Regions from separate parts of the Mus musculus genome. Here region 2 is linked to region 1. A link is a contact called in public HiChIP or PLAC-seq data. All regions are on one chromosome and are shown on one strand. The core of a region is the stretch at or near the end of the contact, and the rest is flanking DNA. Distances in the headings are between cores, read along the strand shown.

Region 1 (5,798 bases), core at 3,260-5,759:
TCTGATTTAGGATTGGTAAAGATCCTTTCCCAATCTGTTGGTGGCCTTTTTGTGTAATTAACAGTGTCCTTTGCCTTACAGAAGCTTTGCAATTTTATGAGGTCCCATTTGCCAATTCTCAATCTTACAGCACAAGCCATTGATTGTGTTTCCATCGGGAGGCAGAGGCAGGTGGATTTCTGAGTTCAAAGCCATTGATTTCAGGAATTTTTCCCCTGTGCCCATATCTTCGAGGCTTTTCCCCACTTTCTCCTCTATAAGTTTCAGTGTCTCTGGTTTTATGAGGAGCTCCTTGATCCACTTAGACTTGAGCTTAGTACAAGGAGATAAGAATGGATCAATTCTCATTCTTCTACATGATAACCACCAGTTAAGCCAGCACCATTTGTTGAAAATTCTGTCTTTTTTCCATTGGATGGTTTTAGCTCAATTGTCAAAGATCAAGTGACCATAGGTGTGTGGGTTCATTTCTGGGTCTTCAATTCTATTCCATTGATCTACCTGTCTAAATTAACTCAAACAAATCAGTGGCCTTTCTCTACACAAAAGATAAACAGGCTGAGAAAGAAATTAGGGAAACAACACCCTTCTCAATAGTCACAAATAATATAAAATACCTTGGTGTGACTCTAACTAAGGAAGTGAAAGATCTGTATGATAAGAACTTCAAGTCTCTGAAAAAAGAAATCGAAGAAGATCTCAGAAGATGGAAAGATCTCCCATGCTCATGAATTGGCAGGATTAATATAGTAAAAATGGCTATCCTGCCAAAAGCAATCTACTGATTCAATGCGATCCCCATCAAAATTCCAACTCAATTCTTCACAGAGTTAGAAAGGGGAATTTGCAAATTCATCTGGAATAACAAAAAACCTAGGATAGCAAAAACTATTCTCAACAATAAAAGAACCTCTGGGGGAATCACCATGTCTGATCTCAAATTGTACTCCAGAGCAATTGTGATAAAAGACTGCATGGTACTGGTACAGCGACAGACAGGTAGATCAGTGGAATAGTTTCTTTCTTTAGTGCCTTAAAATTTTCATTTTAAAGTTCCTTTATCTCCTTGGTTAGACACATTCCTAGGGGCTTTCTTGTTACTGGGGCTGTTTTGAATGGAATAATTGATTCTAATTTCTTTCCTGGCAAATTAATTGTTGGTATGTAGGAAAACTACTGATTTTTAACATATTGGTTTTGTGTTCTGGCACTTTGCTAAAAACAGAGATTTAAGAGTGTTTCCATCGGGAGGCAGAGGCAGGTGGATTTCTGAGTTCAAGGCCAGCCTGGTCTACAAAGTGAGTTCCAGGACAGCCAGGGCTATACAGAGAAACCCTGTCTCGGAAAAAAAAAAAAAAAAAAAAAAAGTGTTTCCCAGCTTCGGTGTATCTTAAGAAGTGGAACCATGGTTTCCTTTAAGTGCAGAATGATGTCACCTGAAAATGGGGTCAGTTTACTTCGTACTTTGCTGTTATATCCCATTTATTTCATCTCTTACTGCTCTAGCTGACTTTGAGCATTCTTTTGAATGAGAGGAGGAAGAAGGCACCATTGTATCCTTCCAGATTTTAGAGGAAACGTTCCCTGCTCCTTTAATGTTGACTGTAGGTTTGCTATATGTTGCCTTGATATGTTTGGTCTGTTCCTGGTTTCTTTAAGCTATTCTGAAGGCATGTAGAACTTTTCCAGAAACCCTTTCAGTGTGTCCTGAGGTGATTAACCCATTTCTGTCTTTAAGTCTGTTCATGTGCTGCGGCACATTTGTTGATTTGCATATGCCGAACCAGCCTTGTATCCCTGAAATGAAATCACATTTGTTCTGATGTGTGATCGCCGACGCGGTCCCTTTGTTCATGTGTCCTGGGCTTTTCCTCTGAGTAGGTTTTGTTTGGAGTCCTGCTCTACCAGCTCTGCTAGCCTGTTGATATTTGCTAGGAGGGCTGATTCTACCTTTGACTCTTAGTTTGTGGATAACGTTGCCAGTAAGTTATTTCTTGGAGACGGGAAATAAGTTTGTTTTTTAATGCAGTCAACTTGTATTATTTTCAATGGTCAGTTGAAGTTATTGCTTTTAAGGTTATAATTGAGAGATGCTTGCTATTTCCAATGGTTGTTAGCAGTTGTTCTGGCTGTTTGAATTATTGGTAATTTTTTTCCTCCTGTTAATATTAGGGGTTTGCTAGTTTCCTGTGTCATGCATAATGAATTGCTTCTCATCTCTGCTTTGGTTCATGAATAAGACTGTCTTTTTCCTTCCGCCTTGTGTAGTCTTTAAGTGAGTTCTGCAATGCCAGCTTCCTTATCAGGAATTACTTTACTTTGTGCTCATCTTGAGATGTCAGGAAATAGCTTATTGCGTACAGTGTTCTTGCTTGGTATTATTTATGGTTAGGGCTTGAAGTATCTCATTCCATGCTTTCTTAGCTTCTAAGGTTGCTAACAAATCTAAAGTTATTCTGATATATCTTCATTGTATATGCATCAACTTTTTCCATTATGCCTTCTAATATTGTTTCTTAGCTTTATACTTCTGGCATTTGGAGCAGTTAGTGTTAATTGTTAACTTGACAGAATCTAGAATAATCTGGGAGATGAGCCTTTGGGCAAGCACATGGGAGATTTCGTGATTGCTTTACTAGAGGTAGGATGGCACACTAGGGATGGAGTTGTTCCCTGGCTGGACTCCTCAACTATGCAAATGGAGAGCAGGGGCTGAGCAGTAGCAGCGTCCACCTCTGTCTGGTTCCTGCTGTGGATGTAAGGCCACCAGCTTCATCAAGCTTCTGCCATCTTGACTTCTTCTCCTTGGTGGAGAGGCCAGAATAAACACATCCTTTCTTCAGGTTCCTTGGTCAGGGTCTTTTATCCCAGCAACAGGAAAAAAAAAAAAAAACAAACAAAGAAAAACAAGACAGCATCGTAGTTTAACTATGATACGCCATTGAAAGGTTCTCTGGTCATATCCCTTTGGGGCAATGGCTCACATATTTGAATATCCATTTCCTTCTCTGGCTATAATTTTACTGAGTAAATATAGTCTCTGCCCTTAGGCTCTAAGTCACCTCCTCCTGCCCATGTTTTGGTTTTCAGAAGACATATCAGCATTCTTGGATGCTGGTCATGTTCACTGTCCCCAGAAGGTTTAGTGACAATAGAAGTAGGGTACCTGTTAGGAAACTTGAGGGTGTGAGTATCTAAGTAGTGAAATGAGGGGATGGGAAAGAGAAGAGGAGGGAAGTAGGAGTAAGAAAGAAACGATAGGGTTTGAGGCTGAGATGTAGAGGAAATCCTGTGGAGACAGTGGCCTCAGATGAACAACTAATGCACAAAAGTGCAAGGGATTTCAGTAGGGAATGTGATGAGCAGAAGACATAGGGCCTTAGTATTTCTTCTTTGTTGGGATGATGGGATAGGTTTCTTCCTCCTCCTCAGTTTTCTTGTGTATCAGTCTCCACAGGTTGAGGGAAGGGTACAGCTCTTACTGAACCAGTGAAGACTCTTGGAGAACTAAGTTGAGGAAAGGGCAGGGCATATTGGCACGCAGATGCAGAAGCTGATAAAGCTCTGTAGCCTTGCAAGTGTATTGACTGCTCCCACCCTGAACCCTCTGTTGAATCCTGTGTCTGCTCCTCTGCAGATAATGTGATCAATGGGCAGGACTATGAAGTAATGATGCAGATTGACTGTCAGGTGATGGACACCAGGATCCTCCACATCAAAAGCTCCTCGGTTCCCCCTTATCTCCGGGATCATCAGCGGAACCAAACCAGCACCTTCTTTGGTTCCCCTCCAACAACCACAGAGACGACCCATGTGGTCAGCACCATCCCTGAGTCGTTGCAGTAGTGCCCGAGCTGCGCTGGACAGCAGAGACTGAAGAGCTGGTGAAGATGCTGCTCTCTGCCTCTTCGGCAAGCAGAGACTTGCCTTGTACGCAACTCCAGGGGAAGAGGAAGAGAGAACAGGAAGTGCGCTGCTTGTCACCGTCCACCCAGTGGGGTGGAACATGCTAGCGAGCAATTCTCTGGTGGCAGTGCAGCCCTGTGGGCAGTGTCGCCTGGTGTTGGTTCTGCTGTGTCATCTTTAGTGCTTTTCTCAATGTGTGTTTGGTTCTCAGTTATCTTCCTTCAGGTCAGACCCACTTCCTCTTCTGTCCACTGCACTTCCTGGTGCAGTAAAGAGATTTGTATTTAAAGCTTTAGAACACATGCTCATGTGGTTTCCACCAATTGGCTTTCTCTCTCCTTTGGTTCAAATCCATTCTGAATGTTATACTTGAGAAAACACATTTCAAAAAACCGAGCAGCCAAAAACATCCCACAAAGAGTCAAAACAGTTTAGAGTTTGGGTAAAGGGATTATCTCCAGTTGGTAAGAGTTTATTTTTACTTGTGATTTGTGGTTCAGCCCTGGACAAATAACTGTTGTGGGGGTCACAGAGTGAGCCACACACTGGAGACAAGGGAAGGGAAGGCCAGTGGTGGAATGTAAGGGGAAGTGACTCCATTTTCATATGTATTTAAACACAGAGTTCCTGTGGCCTCGGTAAGCTCAGAGCTATAGCCACCCTCAGTGTTGGAACTCGGCTAATCAGCAGAGATCTTCAAAGATCTCAGGGCACATGCTTGCCTCTCATTGTGGACCCTCAGCCCAGAGCATACTCCTGTGAAACCAGACTCAGCAAAGGGACTTGGAGGTCACTAGGCTTAAGCAAGACTAGAGAGTTTCCCTTAAGGACCAACAGTGCACAGAGCAAGCATGGCTTCCCAGAGAAGCTGCAGCACAGTATGGTGAAGTTCTCAGTTTTTCCAGTGGAAAGATGATAAAGGAATTAAGCTCTCTTTGTTGTTGCTATGGCTGTGAACATGGCTTTAATCCTAGCACCATTTGGAAGGAAAGGCAGGCTTTGTTTGATATCAGCCTGGCCTACATTTCAAATTCCAGGACAGGACAGCTAAAGCTATATAAAGAACCCACCTCAAAAAATAGATGAATGAATAAATGAGTAAATAAACAAATACAAACAAAAAGCAAAGTTATGTTCACATATATTTTATTGTATTTTGCCTGCTTCCTTCACCATAGCAAGCAGCCACATTTCTATTGCACTGTACATTGTACGTTACAAGTTCACAGAAATGGATGCCAGGACTCATGTCAGTCATGTGCTGCCTCCCTTCCCAGGATTTCAGCAGGTTCTCATAGACTCTTCCCAGCTGGCTTGCCATTGTCAGGTGGTCCCATTCCAGTAAGCACAATGGCGGCTAAGTCCTCTTCTCTCTACAAGGAGTGACACACAGTCAGGTCATCTTTTGCCTGTGGCCCCATTATGCCTGGCACTGTTCACCAACAACTGTTCCCTGGACAGCACTGCTGCCATCTAAGCTAAGGTGAGATGTTTTCAGGGCAGGGCCATTCTTGCTGAATTCAGTGCCGCAGTCCATCCTGATTGGCTCTCGGGTGATTTTCAGACAAGACCTGTTTGTCCCGGGGGCTGGTCCTCTAATGGGTGCCAAGGAGAAGATACCAAATACATGGAGTACCTTTAGGAGTAGCCATTTGTGGGGGAGGTGGGCTACCCTGTGGCCATGTCCTTCCTGCCTGTGAAGCAGCTCAACACGAGGATGTGACTGTGGCTGTGGACAGAGGCAGCACACGCATTCCTGATGCTGATCTGCTGAGACACGAATAGAATCTGCAGTGACTCCAGTGTACCAGTGCCTCAGATCAAAGACCTCAATAGTGTCACGTTTGCTAAGGCTGATGCCTCTCCTACAGGTAACAGTGGGGATGACCGTT
Region 2 (5,548 bases), core at 1,797-4,296, 87 kb before region 1:
GCAGTGGTGGCGCATGCCTTTAATCCCAGCACTCGGGAGGCAGAGGCAGGCGGATTTCTGAGTTTGAGGCCAGCCTGGTCTACAGAGTGAGTTCCAGGACAGCCAGAGCTACACAGAGAAACCCTGTCTTGAAAAACAAACAACAACAACAACAAAAACAAAACAAAAAAAAAAAAAAAAAGAAAGAAAAGAGTACTTGAAAGATGTAACCCATCTCTGTGTCCCCTGCCCAGGGTCACTACTGGAAAAGAGATTATAGAGTCTTAGGTCTCTGAAGTACCACAGAGGTTACTGGAAAACGACTTAGGAGATGTAAGCAAATAGTAGCTCATTAGTTTGAGGTTCTTGCCATCATCATCGTTGTCGTCGTCGTCATCATCACCGTCATCATCAACATCATTATTGGTATTATTATTAGTATTTTTTAATACAAAATACTAAAAAATATTTGTGAAACGTTTGAAAACATCAAGTATGGATTTGTTCTGAACTGAATTTTAGAGTTTATATGTGCTGTCAGGACACCTATATTTTTTTTTCCTTTGAAAAAAATTAAATTAAAAATTTAAATTGCTACTATTTTAAAAGTATTTAAATATTTTAGCTGACACAGTGATTGGGCATATTTATTGACTACACTGTGTCTGTTATTTTGATGTTAATAATGTATAATGATTGGACCATAATAATTAGTGTATCCATCATCTGAGACAGATATTCATTCATTCTTTGTGTTGAGAACATTCAAATTCTTTTACTAGATGTGTTGAAATACTCGATGCATTGTGGCCAACCAGAGTTTGCCGTGCTTCAGAACACTTACAGTCACCCTCTTCTCCAGTCACTCTTGCACCCAGTATGGACTCTCAGTCCACACCCCTCACTCTCTCCCCCAAACCATAAAGTTTTTGCTTTCTATTCTGTGGACACGGTGTGTTACACTTACTGATTTATATACGTTGAGCCATCCTTGCATTTCTGTAATAAATCCTGCTTGATCATGATGTATTGCCTTGTTCGTATGTTGGCTTTGAGTTGCTAGTACTTTGTTGAGAGTTTCAATAGCTATGATCATCAGAGATTTGGGTCTATGGATCCCTCTTTTGGGTGTGTTCTTGTCTGGTCTTGATGTCAGAACAACTTTGGAAGGGCTTCCTCTCTTTCACTTCATTGGGCTGGTTTTAGAAAAGTTTGCATCAGTTCTGTTTTGCTAGTTCGTGTTTTAAGTCTCATTAAGGTGCCAGGCTGGGCCTCAGCTTACCCATGTTCCTATCTCAGCTTTTGGGACAGCAGGCAGGCTAACATGTGGCATCATGCCTGGCTCACACTGGCTCTTCTTTGCAGTTGCAGTGCAACTGTCTAGCCTGGCCTTGTGCTTTTATTTGGGGGGAGGGTGTGTGGACTTTATAACAAATTCAGTTTTCTTACTTGCTATGGGCCTGTTCAAGTTTTCTATATCATCACCTGTATTTTTAAATGCCTCATTTTGTTTCAGTTTAGGAGAGTTATGGTTTAAATAATGGAAGGATAGATTATAATCCTATTGTTCAACCATGTATTTGTTTGTTATTAGCATATTACCACTAGCAAATTTCAGTTGCACAGATTTTTTTCAGTGTTAGAAGTATATCTGTATATATTCATATCTGTATTTTTAATAGTATAACTTATCAGCCAAATGGGACACTTTTATGAAAGAATAGTAGTATAGTGAGAGCTGGTATTAATTTTTACCTCAGGACATAGGGCATCAGGCTTAAATCACAGTTGTCTTCTAGTAAACAGGAAAGGGTGGTTTCCGCTTGAGGCATCGGCCACAGTGTCTTTAGGAATTCTCATCAACTCTAGCTTCCAGCATTGCTCTTTCCTGTAGTGATTTATTTGCTGAAATTTCTTTTATCTGTATAGGACGGCTTGCAGAGAGCCTGGATCTCTGACTGTCTTTGGGTTAATAGGGTCTGATTGTCTCCAGATTGCATGCTCGCTTAGACTCTCCCCTTCTTTTCTTCCTCTAACCCTGTCCTGTCTACCCTTGCATTTCTCCTACCTGATAGTTTTCTTCTCTGTATTTCTAGCTGTTAGAACAAAGCTAACCAGCCCAGGTATGCAGAAATCATTGCTAGAGATTAATCATATGGAGAGAAAATTACAGGTCAAAAATACAGTTTTGAAATCAATTTTGGAATTCCTGGTATTATTAAGTATGCAGGTGTGATTTTCAAATAACCTGTGTGTGTGTGTGTTCCATATAACTTTAGCTTCCACTTCTTTTCTCTCATGTGTGCCATACTCAGAAATCATTACTTTTATTCTGAAATTAGTTGTGTGTTGAGGGTGACTTGGGGGGCATGTGTTCATTGTGGCAAATCTTGGCTAAGTGAGTCACTCCCTAAAAGACTTTTCCTTCTGCATTGTTAGAGTTTTTACCCTCCCTCCCTCCCTCCCTCCCTCCCTCCCTCCCTCCCTCCCTCCCTCCCTCCCTCCCTCCCTCCCTCCCTCCCCCCTCCCTTCCTTCCTTCTTTCCTTCCTTTTTTGACTGGCTGCTGTTCGTAGTATTAGGGATTCCGTGCAGGGCTTTGAATAGGCAAGTACTCTACCACTGTGGTATTTCCTTGCCCCTGGATAATTGAGACAAACTCTTGCTCTGTAGCACATGCTGGCTTTGAACTTGTGATCTCCTGCCTTCGCCTCCTGTGTGCAAGCTTATCCTGCCCACTCAGTCTTCCTTCTTCCTTTCTGATTTTCCTTGTAAGCTTCTCCTTTGTCCAGATCCCAAGCTTTAAAGCTGTGAACTCTGTTTATGTCCTGCTAAAGTGACTCATCTGTACCACAGCCTCCAGATGCGTAAACACGGGTGATTCTCAAATTTCCGTTCACAGATCGGACTTCTCATACACATGCTCACATACCCAGTCATGTCTTGACTTTTTTCTTTTCCATATTTAACTAATATTTGGTTTTGGTACAATTCTCAGGCTTAAGGATAAGTTGAGGTATCTCACTTCTCACTTAGTAACTTCCCTTTTATTCAGCAAGTCCTAATTATGAGCCGGACTCTGGCTTCCTGACTTCCTCTTCTGTCTGTCCCACGTGCCCAGAGCTCTTCAGCAGCTTTCCTTCTGAGTCTTTTTCTCACTTGCTTTTGTCTCGTATACTCTTCCCCTAGTTTCTGCGCAGCTGGTTTCCTCTTGTCTTTTAGCCTTGCCATCTATGATCCTTTCCCTAGTTTTATCTGAAGTAGATCCTGCATACTTTGCTGTTTGAGTCCTGTGCTGCTTTTACAACAGTTAATATGGTTTTGCTGTATTTTATGCATTTGTTCTCTTGGGTTTGCTCTGCTTTTCCTGTTAGCTCTTTGAGAATAGACTGTTGCTCTCTCTTGGGTTACCCAGCACATAGGTGCCGCTCCACAAATATTGAATGAATAAGTAAAAAGCATGAAGCCTACCATGTTCACTTGTATATATATATATATTTTTGTATTTTAGCATACCCAATTTGTAAATTCATAGTATCTTATAAAAAAATACAGAAGATTTCTTAGTGAGCTAGATTAAGATACAGACTGAAGGATGTACACAGTAGTAAATGGTCCTGGTTCATAATCTGATTTTCAACTCGTACTCTAGGTAGGAATCATGTGACATAAAACAGTAGCAAAGGGACAAACGTGTACTTTTTAAGTTATTGAGTAACTAGTCATTGTCATTTAGTGTTTTGTTAGTGATTCAAGGTCATCCATGGTTTTAAAATTTTTGTCCAGCTTTTCAACTTTGTCATTTTTCTCCTGCCAAACATTTTAGGTCTTCCTCTACCCCCACTTCACACAAACTTGCTTGGAGAGACTGAGTTTGTTGACACAGTATGGCAAATGACCACAAACCTGTAGCCTTGTCATATAACAATCATGTCTTTTCCTGTCGACTGCTAACTCAATTAATTTCTCCTCCACTCCAGCAATAGGGAAGTTTATTGAATTCACACACAGCAGGTGCTGCCCAGTAAATAGTAGCTAAGCAAATGTGAATTACTCTGCCAGCTCTTAGAAACTGAGAGAATGACAGTCCACCATATGGTTTATATTTAATTCTTTCTGTTATGTTCATTTCAATCTTACAACATGTTTAATTTGGTATATGTTTATTTTAATGAAAACTGACAGTAGTAAGCTTTATAAAATTTATGATACAAGGAAATGATTTTTGTCTGTCTTTGTTTCAGCTATGATCACTCTGTGTCCAATGACAAAGCTTTAATGGTGCTAAGTGAAGAGCCATTGCTTTATATGCCTCCACCTCCATGTCAACCCCTGATTAACACAACAGAGTCTCTCAGGTAACGGGTGTGGACTGGTGCAGAAACTACCGAGTGGCCTCCCATGGCAAACTTCAAACTTAGCAAAGCATTTCTTCAGCTTTAGTAAGAGGCCAAGAGAATCTGACTTGCATTGGATAACTGCAAGCCAGGATAACAATTGTCCAGGTAGCGATGGTGATGGGTCCATTCATTGTGATGGTCATCTGCTTAGGTGGGTCTTGTTTGAATGAAAGGATGAAGTGAATGTTAAAATTTAGGGTAAGGCTAGACTTGTGGACTTAATATTCTCAGCAGATAATATCCTTTTTTTTTTTTTTTTTTTAATTAGGAAGGTGATATCTGACTATGTTATTCTGGACATATATTCCATTATTTCTCTGAATTTTGAACTTATGATTGAGGAGGTTACCTTATAACAATCCATGTCTTATTCAAAATTTAAAAAAAAGTATTAAATGTCTTAGTTTTCTTTTTTTTCAAATTAAATCAAAAAGCATTGTAATGTAGTCAGATATGTTGGGCTGTTCTTTGGGTCCTATAGAACAATTAAATTAATTTTCAACAAAAGAATAAGCCAGTTAACTACTATCAAATATATTTGATTACTTTGTTTTATAGGTTGAACCATGAACTTCGAGGCTGGGTTCATAGACATGAAGTGGAAAGGACCAAATCTAGAAGAATGACAAATAGCCAACAGAAAGCCCGCATTCTCCAGGTCGGTTCTGCTTGTGTCTGAAGAAATGACAGTTCAGGCTCTGGGGATCCCCTCCCAGGGGACTTGCTTTCTTCCCTGGGAGATTTGGGAACTTCAGCCTCATTTACTTCTCACTGTGGCTGCTTCTGATGCCGCAGCCATTGCTGCTGCTTCCTGTACTCCCATTCCGTCTCTCTTCTCTCTCTCTCTAGCAGGCAGGGTACTGTATCAAAGTCATTAACTCTGGCTGTTAGAACAGCCTCAGCGTCTTTGTAGCTGGATGAGATAGAAAGTCATCTCTTACTTCATAGCTCTAGGCTTTAGGAGGAATCACAATGAAATAGCTTCCAGGCCAGGGAATGTAAATGCAAATGTTGAAGCCCCAGGACAGATCAGTTTGCATATTTACAGAAGCTCAAGAAGTTGAGTAAAGCTGGGGGTTGCTGTGACTGAGGGGAGAGTGGTCAGATCTGAGAGAGCTTAGCGAACGCTAGGGCTCTGGTCTGAACTTCAGATTTCATTCTAGGCATGAAG

The links. HiChIP or PLAC-seq counts read pairs in DNA pulled down with a chosen protein or histone mark.
Region 2: an H3K4me3 HiChIP or PLAC-seq map of bone marrow-derived macrophages shows a contact between it and region 1, with 2.7 times the contacts expected there. The contact joins two enhancer-like sites. A contact is called at or near these places in 3 of 484 Hi-C or Micro-C datasets (centroblasts, nephron progenitors and ventricular fibroblasts) and 4 of 115 datasets of contacts at active chromatin or transcription factors (bone marrow-derived macrophages, cardiomyocytes, kidney and 1 more).

Annotation. Positions count from the first base shown.
Region 1 is chr1:170,707,927-170,713,724 of GRCm38.p6, reverse strand. Atf6 (activating transcription factor 6) reads left to right here. Exons shown (of 16, transcript NM_001081304.1): 16 at 3,638-5,798. The coding sequence ends at 3,846. Among named protein-coding and RNA genes, the nearest start is that of Gm23523, 41 kb to the left of the region's middle. Within about 2 kb of position 4,509, at least 87 of the 459 cell types and tissues checked have an H3K27ac peak or open chromatin away from gene starts, as enhancers often do. A contact at or near this core is called in bone marrow-derived macrophages and centroblasts, where this site is marked.
Region 2 is chr1:170,793,444-170,798,991 of GRCm38.p6, reverse strand. Atf6 (activating transcription factor 6) reads left to right here. Exons shown (of 16, transcript NM_001081304.1): 11 at 4,222-4,335; 12 at 4,936-5,035. Among named protein-coding and RNA genes, the nearest start is that of Gm25235, 37 kb to the left of the region's middle. Within about 2 kb of position 3,046, at least 71 of the 459 cell types and tissues checked have an H3K27ac peak or open chromatin away from gene starts, as enhancers often do. A contact at or near this core is called in bone marrow-derived macrophages and centroblasts, where this site is marked.